Linked DNA regions of Sus scrofa: regions 2 and 3 are each linked to region 1. A link is a contact called in public HiChIP or PLAC-seq data. All regions are on one chromosome and are shown on one strand. The core of a region is the stretch at or near the end of the contact, and the rest is flanking DNA. Distances in the headings are between cores, read along the strand shown. Region 1 holds the start of C5AR1 (complement C5a receptor 1). Region 2 overlaps DHX34 (probable ATP-dependent RNA helicase DHX34). Region 3 holds the start of DHX34 (probable ATP-dependent RNA helicase DHX34).

Region 1 (3,431 bases), core at 526-3,025:
ATCCAAGGGGTCCTTCAAGGTAATGACAAGAATCCTTATATGAAAGAGGCAGAGACACAGCAGGAGGGAAGGGGATGTGTCCACAGAGGCCGAGATTCTGATCTGGGAGAAACAGCAGTGAGTGATGGCTCGAAGCGAGATCTTAATTCTCTGCTCAGGAACCGAACCTGGGCCCCCTGGGTGAAAACCAGGAATCCTCACCACTAGATTAGCTAGAGGCTAACAGCTGAATTGCCTTCATTCTTGCCCTCTGCTGAAAGCAAGGATGTTTCAAGGAGGCAAAGACTGTCAAAACAGGTACAAAGTTTATCACTAAGAGTTTATCCCTCGGTGTGGGAAAGGACACCGAGATTTAGGCAGAAGCAAAGCAGTAATACACACCCAGAGGAGTGCGGGTGCAGGCGCCCCCCGAATGAGGAGCACAGCAGAGAGGTGGTTGAAACCACGTGTACGGGCAGTTCTTCCAGGTCTTTGTCTTCCTTTGGCCAATTATTATTATTATTATTATTATTATTATTATTATTATTATTATTTGGTCTTTTTGCCTTTTCTTGAGCCGCTCCTGTGGCACATGGAGGTTCCCAGGCTAGGGGTCGAATCAGAGCTGTAGCTGCCTACACCACAGCCATAGCAACGTGGGATCCGAGCCGCGTCTTCGACCCACACCACAACTCAGGAAAACGCCGGATCCTTAACCCACTAGGCGAGGCCAGGGATACTAGTCAGGGATGCTAGTCGGATTCCTTAACTGCTGAGTCACTGTGGGAACTCCCTGCCCACCTCTTGATTTCAGACTTTTGGCTTCTAGAACTGTGAGAGGATAAATCTGTTTTGTTTTGTTTTTTGTTTCCGCAGGTGTGGCACATAGAGGTTCCCAGGCTAGGAGTCGAATCAGAGCTGCAGCTGCCAGCCTACACCACAGCCAGAGCAATGCCAGATCTGAGCCGCATCCGCGACCTACACCACAGCTCAGAGCAATGCTTAACCCTCTGAGCGAGGCCAGGGTGGAACCCGCATCGTCATGGATACTAGTCAGGCTTGTTACCGCTGAACCACCTCGGGAACTTCCTTTTCCTGTTGCTTTAAGTTACTCTGTTTATGGCGATTCGTTACAGCGACAATAGGACATTGACCATATAGGATCCTCCCCAGTCCCAGTCGCCAGCATGTTTGCACAAGAACCCAGAGTGAGGCTGGAAAGGATGATGGAGGCTCTGGGTGTGTGTGTGTGTGAGCACATGTGTGCTAACCGCAAACCCCTGCGCACACCTGCGTGCACACGTGCACTAACTTCAAGCCCCTAGAGAGGAAGATCCAACAGTCCCCAGTGCTGGGCTACCTCCGCAGTCCTGCTTTGCCTCTCTGGGCCTCCAAGCAATCTGGATGGGAGGGTGGGGCTCACCATCTCTGTTCCCCTGGACCCCGGAGCGGGGGTGGGTTAAAGCAGTCGGACCCTGAGCTTTCCCACAGGTACCTGAGGACAGAGGGGGAAGGAGAGACAAGGATGATAGATGGGGAAACAGCAAGGCAGGGAGAGGGGCTGAGCCTGGCGGGGCTGGGGTGGGGGTCTCTTTTGACGGGCTTCCTCCCTCCTGGACCAGGAACTTCCTCAGTTTTGAGAGCCCGGCCCCCCTCCCAGGGCTCTGGGGGAGGGGGGTGCTGGGGGGGTGCCCCAGGCCAATGAGAACCCCAGAGGGGAGAGATGGGTCATTTCCTCTCTGGCTATTTGCACCCTCCCTTGGAGCTTTAAAAACCACAGCCCTCAGGCAGGAGGGACCTCTGATCAGCGAGTGGAGAACCTCGGAGGGACCAGAATATGGTGAGTTTGGGGTGGGGTGGGGTGGGGCCGCCACCTCTCCCTTCCGAGCCCCTTGGGCTCTCAGGCTCTGGACTCCCCCGGTGCTTGTGTCTGCCCTCCCCGCCTGCTTCTCCCATCTCCCCTCGTCTTCATCTCAGACTCTCCCACTCCAGGGCTGGAGGCAGCCAGATTGTCAAGGCACTCACCACTATCTTCGACTTCTTGTTTTTTTCTGTTCAGTAGTCCCACATCCAAAAGGGTATTTAGCGAAACGCCCTCCCTGCCCCAGAACCTCAGATGCCTTGTCGCTGCCCTCAGAGGCAGGGGTGGGCCCCAGTTTTTGGTGGATCCTTCTGGAAACCGTCTGCAGGTGCTCCAGGACAGCATAGGGAATGAAGGAATGAGAAGGTTGACCCAGGGCCAAACGGGGCTTCAAATCCTGCCTCTCCTCTGTAATCGCGGGAGAGATACGTCTTGCTGAGTCTCCCACTCCTTATCTTTAAGGGGGAGATAGTGAAAGTCCCCTGGTGGCCTAGCAAGCAGTTAAGGATCTGGTGTTGTCACCACTGTGGCTTGGGTTGGATCCCTGGCCTGGGGAACTTCCGCAGGCCAGGCGGTGGCCAAAAAAAGAGAGAGAGAGATGGGGCTAGTGACCCTGTAGAACTGAGGTCCTACATCAAAGGATTGTTGAGAGAATTAAATGAGATAATACATGGAAAGCTCTTCCTGCAGTGCCTGGTATACAGTTGGTGCTCAATGCATGTGACGTGTCGATCCCGTCTCCCCCACCCACCCTACAAATAGAAGCCTGTCTTACACATGATCTTATATCTTCCTCCTTTTTCTTCATGACTGACATGTAATATTAGATCAGCATTTATTGAGCACTTACTGCATACCAGGCACTGTGCTAAGCACTTGGCATTTACTAATTTCATCGTAAACAGTCTGTTGAGGAAGCTGCTATCATCATCCCCATGTGTTTCAGAGGAATTGCCTCTTTCCTTTTATCAGCTGTATGATATTTCAGTGGGAGATTCTATCTCCTATCAGTGGAGATTTGGGCTGTTTCCAATATTTTGTCTTTAAAATCAAATAGTATTTCTTTGGACCCACACCTGGGTTTCCAGAACCACAAATCCTGAATCCAGGGCATGGGCAATTTTTTTGTGTGTGTGGCTGGGCCCGCAGCATGTGGAAGCTCCTAGGCGGGGATGGAACCCCTGTCACAGAAGTGACAATATTGGATTCTTAACCACCAGGCCACCAGGGACCTCCTGGGTCATTTTTGTCTTAACAGATAATTGCTAAAATTGTACCAATTTCTATTCCTCAATTACAGAGCCTGGGATGCTCTGCCTGTCTTTACCCCCATCTGCACAGGCACGTGGAACTTTTTTTATTTTTGCCAACCTGGAAGGCAGGTCATTGCAGCCTCTAAGGATTTGGAGCCTCACCTCTTTCGTGGGCTTTTTAAAGTGCTAGTGTTTATGTTTCTTCATGCTCTGGGAGGTTGACTCACAAAGATTGCGCAAATTCAAGAAGGTAAATCTGAGTTGAGGAGTTCCCATCATGGCTCAGGGGAAATGAACCTGACTGGTATCCATGAGGACACAGGTTTGATCCCTGGCCT
Region 2 (3,431 bases), core at 316-2,815, 63 kb after region 1:
GGTGATGAAAAACCCAAGGTCACACAGCTGATAAGGGGGGAAGATCTGACCCCAGCAGCTTGGCTCCAGAGCCTGTGCTCTTAACCCCTGCTGCTCTTACTCGAGACAGCTACTTGTATAGGTGACCCCTCACGAGCAGTTAGGGGCGTGCAGGGCATGAGAGAAGCTGAAAGTATCTGTCTCTTCATGGAGGACAGGCGGGGAGAACTGCACAGAGGAGGTTAGAGGTGATCTCCCATGTCTTTAAGCGAGGGGTGCAGCCTTAGAATTGTTGCTGGGACCCAGGGGACCTGGGAAAGGGCAACAGGCTGATGAGGTGGAGGAGGAGGGGCATGGTGGCCAGATTTCCAGGCCAGACGGAAGGTCTGAGTGTCCCCACAAGTGATGGGAGAGAAGGGGAAGTGGGGTGAGGTGGGGGGTGAGGTGTCAGGGTCTGTTCGAGAGTATCTGAGAGCACATTGTAATTGGCTTAAACAATCGCCTTAAGTAGATGGCCCCCATAACGGAAAAGTGCAGGTGTGGCCTTCAGGTACAGCTGGATCCAGGTGCTCTAGGAATGTCTGCCTGAGTCCATCTCCCCCATTTCCTGTCTCTGCTCAGGTTTCCTACAGCCTACGGCGGCTCACAGGACTGGAAGTCCAGAACCTCTATGTGGGCCCCCAGACTATCACAGCTGCCCCCAGTCTCCCCGGCCTCTTTGGCAGCTCTGCCACATCCCCCCACCCCACCAAAGGGGGCTACGCAGTCACTGACTTCCTCACCTACAACTGCCTCACGGTGAGCTCAGAACCCCCTGACCCCCATCCTCCTGCCTCTGAAAATGGCATTTGTGGGTTCTCCCCCCACCCCCAGTGGCATTCCAGCCTTGCCCAAGAATGCAGGTGATGTCCAGGCTGGTGATGGGGGGCAGAGTAGGAGCCCAGCCCTGACACAGCCCTCCTGGCGCAGAGCAACGCGGACTTGTACAGCGACTGCCTGCGCAGCTTCTGGACCTGCCCCCACTGTGAGCTGCACGTGCCTCTGACACCCTTGGAGCGCATCGCACATGAGAACACCTGCCCCCAGGCCCCGCGGGATGCTCCCCCAGGTGAGGCCCTGGCACCAGTGTCCGTCCTGCCTGTGTGTTTCCTGTGTTTCTGGGCACTCCCGCAACACTCTGGGGACTCGTGACTTCAACCCTCTGTCTAGCTGGGGTCACAAATGGGCTTTGTCACAAACAACCAGAGCCTAGGACAGTGAGGGCCAGGAGCCACCTCGTTCTCTTGTGTCTGTGTTGCTTTGTCTCTGTGTCGCTGCTCTTTGGTCTGGTTCCATGTCTCTGCTTCTGTCTCTCTCCTACTGTGTCTCTTGGTCTTTCCTGTCCCTGCTGCCGCCTCTGCCTCCTGTCACCCAGTGGGTAGACCCCAGCACAGGGTCTGGTGCCGTGGACCATGAGCTGGCACTTGTTGGGGAGATGGCAGCGGGTCCCAGGGCCCCCACCCAGGGCTCTGTCTCAGCCCTGTCTCCTTGTGTCTTGTCTCTGTGTCTCTCTTGCTCCCTGGGACACACAGTAAAGGCTTGCCTCTGTGTCGTGTTAATCAAGGAAGGCTTCTTGGAGGAGGCAGAGCTGGAGCCCCACAGGTTCCTGGGACTTGGGTGGGGGTGAGAGCACGAAGTGGAGCGCCCCTTCACGGCCTGTCTTGTCCCCTCCCTTAGGGGCTGAGGAGGCCGCCCCCGAGCCCCTCCGGAAGGTGTCTGACCTGCAGAGGCCCTACCACTGCAAGGCCTGCCAGAAGGACTTTCTGTTCACGCCCACGGATGTCTTGCGCCACCAGAGGCAGCATGTGTGAGCCTGGGCAGCCCCGGACCAGGACCAGGGCTGGGACTCCCGACCGAGCCCCAGCCTCGCCCCGCAGGAAGGGGCGCCAGTTCGGGAACCAAGTCTCCTGTCACGCCCGCTCCTGCCCACCCAAGGAGTGGCAGCTGCCCCCCATCGGTCCTGCTCCAGGAGGACACGGGGAGGAGAGGCTGAGCAGGGACCTTGGGTTCCAGGGACGGAAGCCCCTGGCGACTGCTCTGTCGTGAGACTGTGCCTGTGGCCTCTGCTTTCTTTCGCTTGAACTCGGGAGCCCCGGCGCTGGCCCATCGACCTGTGTCATTTTGAGAGCTGGGCGGGGCCAGTGTTCTTGTGGCACCCAGGCTGTGGGGTCTATGCATGGGCAGCTCTTAGCCGTCCCCTCTCCAGGCACAAAAAGCATAGAGAACATTGCAAACGACATCGTGCCCATAAAACCTACCAACCGGCTGAAGCGGACAAATGTTTTTACAGACGCAAATGACCACAGTTCACTCAAGAAACACACTGGGCCCTCCTGTCTCTGTGAAGGAAACTGGATGCCTAGTTGCAAACAGAGGACCGGCTGGGTGGGTTCCCGGGTGACGGCCTGACAGCGGCCCCTGCGCCCTTGGAAGAGGCACTGCTGGGCTCGTCTTAGGGGCCAGCATTGCCCCGGTGCCCGAAGCAGACAGGGCAGTGCCCACATCAGACTCCTTCCTTGAGGTTTGGCGGCTCATGGTCAGCAATACGTAAACCAGTTGTTCTCCAGGGCCGCGGGGCGTTTACTCGAGGAATGCGGAGTTTAGCTTTTGAACATCAGCATAATTGGAAAGAGAAATTGCATTTGACAAAGTTTAACACCCTCTGGCCTTAGGGAAACCCCTGGGTCCTTTCCGGCCAATAGTTTTTTTCCTCTGACAACTGAACACAGCTGAACCATTTTTCCCAGAGGTTTCATTTTGATATGGAAGTCTTGTCTTTGGTTTTGTTGTGTAATAATAAATAAATGTAAATAAATAAAATATAAAGTCAAGTTAAAATAGATAAAATCATTAATAAGATAATAAAAATAATTTAAAAGTGCAAGTGTGAAATGGTACCTTTGAACTTCCTCAAAGGTAAAGGTGTGCTTTGTAAAAGACACTATTAAGAAAATGAAAAGGTGGAGTTCTTGTCCTGGCGCAGCGGAAACAAATCCGACTAGGAACCATGAGGTTGCAGGTTCGATCCCTGGCCTCGCTCAGTGGGTTAACGATCCGGCGTTGCCATGAGCTGTGGTATAGGTCACAGATGCAGCTCAGATCTGACGTTGCTGTGGCTGTGGTGAGGCCAGCGGCTGTAGGTCTGATTTGACCCTAAGAGCCTGGGAACGTCCATATGTGGCGGGTATGGGCCTAAAAAAAACCCAAAAGAATGAAAATGAAAAGGCAAAGCCAAGTAGAGACTTGGAAAAAATACTCATATATTTGCCAACAAATTCATCAAATTGGCAGAATATAAGATTAACTTTCAGGAGACAGGATAAGACGGGTGGATTAGAAGGACTGGAGCTCAACTTCTCTCCTAAGAACAACAAAATTCACAACTAAAGACTGAGCACACCTCACCCAAATGA
Region 3 (3,431 bases), core at 543-3,042, 34 kb after region 1:
CCTTTTTCTCATCTCGAATCCCATATTCGTTCCCTACTTGGGAGCCAGAGGACTCTGTTAAAATCTAAAGTCCATGGAACTCCGCCCGTGGGTCCCAGTTCACTCAGAGTAGAAACCAAAGCTCTTGCTTTGGTGTGTATGATTTCTGCCCCTCCTTTTCCCCACCTCTTTCCCCACTACTCACCCATCCTTCATCCAGACGCACAAGCCAGCAGGCCCTTGAACCCTTGAAGGTTTTTTATGTGGGGGGGGGACAGGGTGCTGTGTGTGAGCAGCATTTGGAAGTTCCCCGGCCAGGGAATGAAGCCGAGCCACAGCAGGGACAAGGCAAAATCCTTAATCACTATACCACCAGGGAACTCCCCGAACCCCCCAAGTTTGTAGTCATTTTGGTGGGAAAGACAGATTAAAAGAAATAGGATGTCAAGCAGAACTGCATTCTTTATGGAGAGAAACAAAGCAGGAAAGGGCTAAGGAGTGATTCTATTTAAAGTAGTGTAGTCAGGAGTTCCCATAGTGGCTCAGCAGAAATGAATCCGGACTAGGAACCATGAGGTTTTGGGTTCGATCCCTGGCTTCGCTCAGTGGGTTAAGGATCCTACATTACCATGAGGTCGCAGACTTGGATCCCGCGTTGTTGTGGCTGTGGTATAGGCGGGTAGCTGCAGCTCCGACCAGACTCCTAGCCTGGGAACCTCCATATGCCACAGGTGCAACCCTAAAAAGCAAAGAACCCCCCCAAAAAAAAGTAGCATAGTCAGAGAAGACATCTCCCAGAAAGTAACATTTGAGCAGAAAGCTGAAAACTGTGGGGCTGCAAGCCATGATAGTCCCTGGGGAGAACATTCTCCGTAGAGGAACCAGTAAACGCAAAGATGACCTCAAGCTAGTGAGGGAGAATATTAACTCAGGTTGTCAGTGTAGGAGCCTGGGCTTCCATGCATTCTTTGATATGGCCTTTGATTAACATTTGTGGCCTAAGGGCTCCAGGGAGTAACATCCCACAGGCCTTGTTTACTACAAGGAGTGTACCTACGCCCAGGTGGATTTTAATCCCTAATCCCCTGTGACTCGGGTTACGGGAAGAAAAGGTCAAAGAAACAATGACATTTATGGGACATTTCCACCCCTAAGGCCCTATTGGACAGGGACTGATATAGGTAATTGAACAAGGCCACTGGGAGAAAGCGACATCTTTCCGGACCCCAGGTTGGTACCCCCCCATCTTTAAGGGATAAAAACCCCTATAGGACAACAGAGAAAGGGGGCTCTTCTCCCCCACTCCCAGCAGCCTGGGAGCTATCTGCTTTCCTTTAATAAACACTTTGCTTGCTTGCTGCGTTTGTGTTCGCGGAGTTCATTCTTCAACTGGATGAACAAGAAGCCAGATTCCTGTATTATCTTTCAGGTATCACTAGGACCTCCAAGACGGAAATCCGGATAGTCAGGTTGTATCACTTATTAGTGACTTCATAGGGTGAATTGTACATTAACAGAATTACGCACTAATAATTACGAACTATAATAAAGAAAACACTCATGGGAGTGTTTCAATAGTGTTTGGGCTCCAGCCAGCTTCCCAGCTGGGCTAAATACCCGGACCTCCGACTGGTCCGGGAGGGCAAGAGGCTCTTCAGGCGAAAGGCAAAGCAAACCACCGTGCTGCCTTTCCCCGCCCCAAGACGCTACAGCTTCCTCCCAGGCTCCGCCGGAAGGGAGGCCGGGCCTGAGAGCGCCGGACGCAGGCGCAGACGGATTACTGGAAGCTGCCCACTGGGTCCTCCCTCTGCGGCGGGGCGGGGCTGGGCTGTGAGGGTGGCGTGCGCAGGCGCAGAACCGGCTTCGGGCGCGTGCAGGGCAGTGGGCGGGAAGTTGAGCAGATCGCTGTGGTTAGTGAGGTGAGCGGTCGAGCGGCTGCGCTGGGTGTTGGTGGTGGCGCCGGGAGTTGGGCTGCGTCCCGGGACAGCTTGGGAACGATGGGAGGGGTAGAGAGAAATCCCGAGATGAGGACATGTGCCCGAGGAGGCCGAACGGCGGGGAGAAGTGGACCGAGATGGAGCCTGAGCGTTCCCTGGGGGTCGGGGAGGCTGAAAGGAGTAGTGTGAGCGGGGCTTAAGTCCTGGGAAAGGAGACGCTAAGGCTTTTTACCAGGAAGCAGCGTTTATTCGTGCAGGCACTGGCTTGGTGGATTAGTATCCAGAGGCTGAGCCCCGAACGGCGCTGCCTTACATACCCCGCTTGTTTTTCCGCTACGTCTAAGTTTCTTTGTCCCTCTTATCAGGAATACTCTTAAGTTTTAGGCGGACAACTGTAGATGCGCTTGCGCTCAGGGATATAGAAGTACGCATGCGTGTCAGATGGAGGCGGTGCAGCACGGCTTCTTCCCTTTGATCTGGGAGGGCACGGCCCCCTCCCGCTACAGTAGAGGCACGAAAAGAATCTTCGACGCATTGAGGGAGCCAAAGCCAGGAAGGTTGAGAGCTGAAAACTAGCGAGGTCCAGAGCAAGAGGCTGGTGGGTCCCAACGAGAGAGGTTCACAGGGACTGCGAGAGGAGTTCCCGTCGTGTCTCTGGTTAAGGAATACGACTAGGAGCCATGAGGTCGTGGGGTTCTATCCCTGGCCTCGCTCAGTGGGTTAAGGATCTGGCATTGCCGTGAGCTGTGGCGTAGGTCATAAACGCGGCTTGGATCTGTTGTGGCTGTGGCGTAGGCCGGGGACTACAGCTCCGATTAGACCCCTAGCCTAGGAGCCTCCATATGCCGCGGGAAGCGGCCCTAGAAAAGGCAAAAAGAAAAAAAAAAAAAAAAGACCAAAAGAAATAGAGGGGAATTTCTGTAGTGACTCAGCGGTAACGAACCCCACTAGTGCCCATGAGGATGTGGGTGCAGTCTCTGGCCTCGTTCAGTGGGTTAAGGATCTGGAGTTGCTGTGGCTGTGGTGTAGGCCAGCAGCTGCAGCTGTGACTTGACCCCTAGCCTGGGAACTTCCATATGCCGAGGGCGCGGCTCTAAAAAGACCAAAAAAAAAAAAAAAAAAGGAAATAGACCCAATAGGATGACAGGTTAATGAAGGAAATAGAGACGAATCAGGAGAGGCCACTGGGTAATAGAAAGATGGAGCCGGTGAAATAGGGAGAACCTGGCAAGAGCTGACAGAGGGATTGAAAAGAGGCAGCTGAGGGATCTGGGAAAGAAAGCAAGAGATGAGCATGGAGGAAGATAGGTGGGAAACGGGAGATACAGCCAGACGAATGAAGAGATTAATTCTGAGGATGCAGAGAGCAAGTAGAACCAAGAAGACAGTGTCAGATTGAAAAATGGAGAATTACACTGAAAATTGGAGATAGGAAAATGAAGCCTGAATCCTCAGATTGGAATTGGTCATCTGCCGCTTACCACTTAATGAAACGCTCTCTGGCTCAGATAATGT

The links. HiChIP or PLAC-seq counts read pairs in DNA pulled down with a chosen protein or histone mark.
Region 2: an H3K27ac HiChIP or PLAC-seq map of alveolar macrophages shows a contact between it and region 1. The contact joins the enhancer-like site here to the promoter of C5AR1 in region 1. A contact is called at or near these places in 1 of 5 promoter capture datasets (liver), 25 of 47 Hi-C or Micro-C datasets (alveolar macrophages, blood, embryonic fibroblasts and 11 more) and 1 of 2 datasets of contacts at active chromatin or transcription factors (alveolar macrophages).
Region 3: an H3K27ac HiChIP or PLAC-seq map of alveolar macrophages shows a contact between it and region 1. The contact joins the promoter of DHX34 here to the promoter of C5AR1 in region 1. A contact is called at or near these places in 11 of 47 Hi-C or Micro-C datasets (alveolar macrophages, blood, embryonic fibroblasts and 6 more) and 1 of 2 datasets of contacts at active chromatin or transcription factors (alveolar macrophages).

Annotation. Positions count from the first base shown.
Region 1 is chr6:53,095,387-53,098,817 of Sscrofa11.1, forward strand. It overlaps C5AR1 (complement C5a receptor 1), which reads left to right and starts at 1,776. Exons shown (of 2, transcript NM_001244215.1): 1 at 1,776-1,819. The coding sequence starts at 1,817.
Region 2 is chr6:53,158,471-53,161,901 of Sscrofa11.1, forward strand. It overlaps DHX34 (probable ATP-dependent RNA helicase DHX34), which reads left to right. Exons shown (of 18, transcript XM_003127246.5): 16 at 601-777; 17 at 949-1,087; 18 at 1,696-2,899. The coding sequence ends at 1,829. Among named protein-coding and RNA genes, the nearest start is that of MEIS3, 28 kb to the right of the region's middle. Within about 2 kb of position 1,566, at least 3 of the 83 cell types and tissues checked have an H3K27ac peak or open chromatin away from gene starts, as enhancers often do. A contact at or near this core is called in alveolar macrophages, where this site is marked.
Region 3 is chr6:53,129,401-53,132,831 of Sscrofa11.1, forward strand. It overlaps DHX34 (probable ATP-dependent RNA helicase DHX34), which reads left to right and starts at 1,793. Exons shown (of 18, transcript XM_003127246.5): 1 at 1,793-1,898.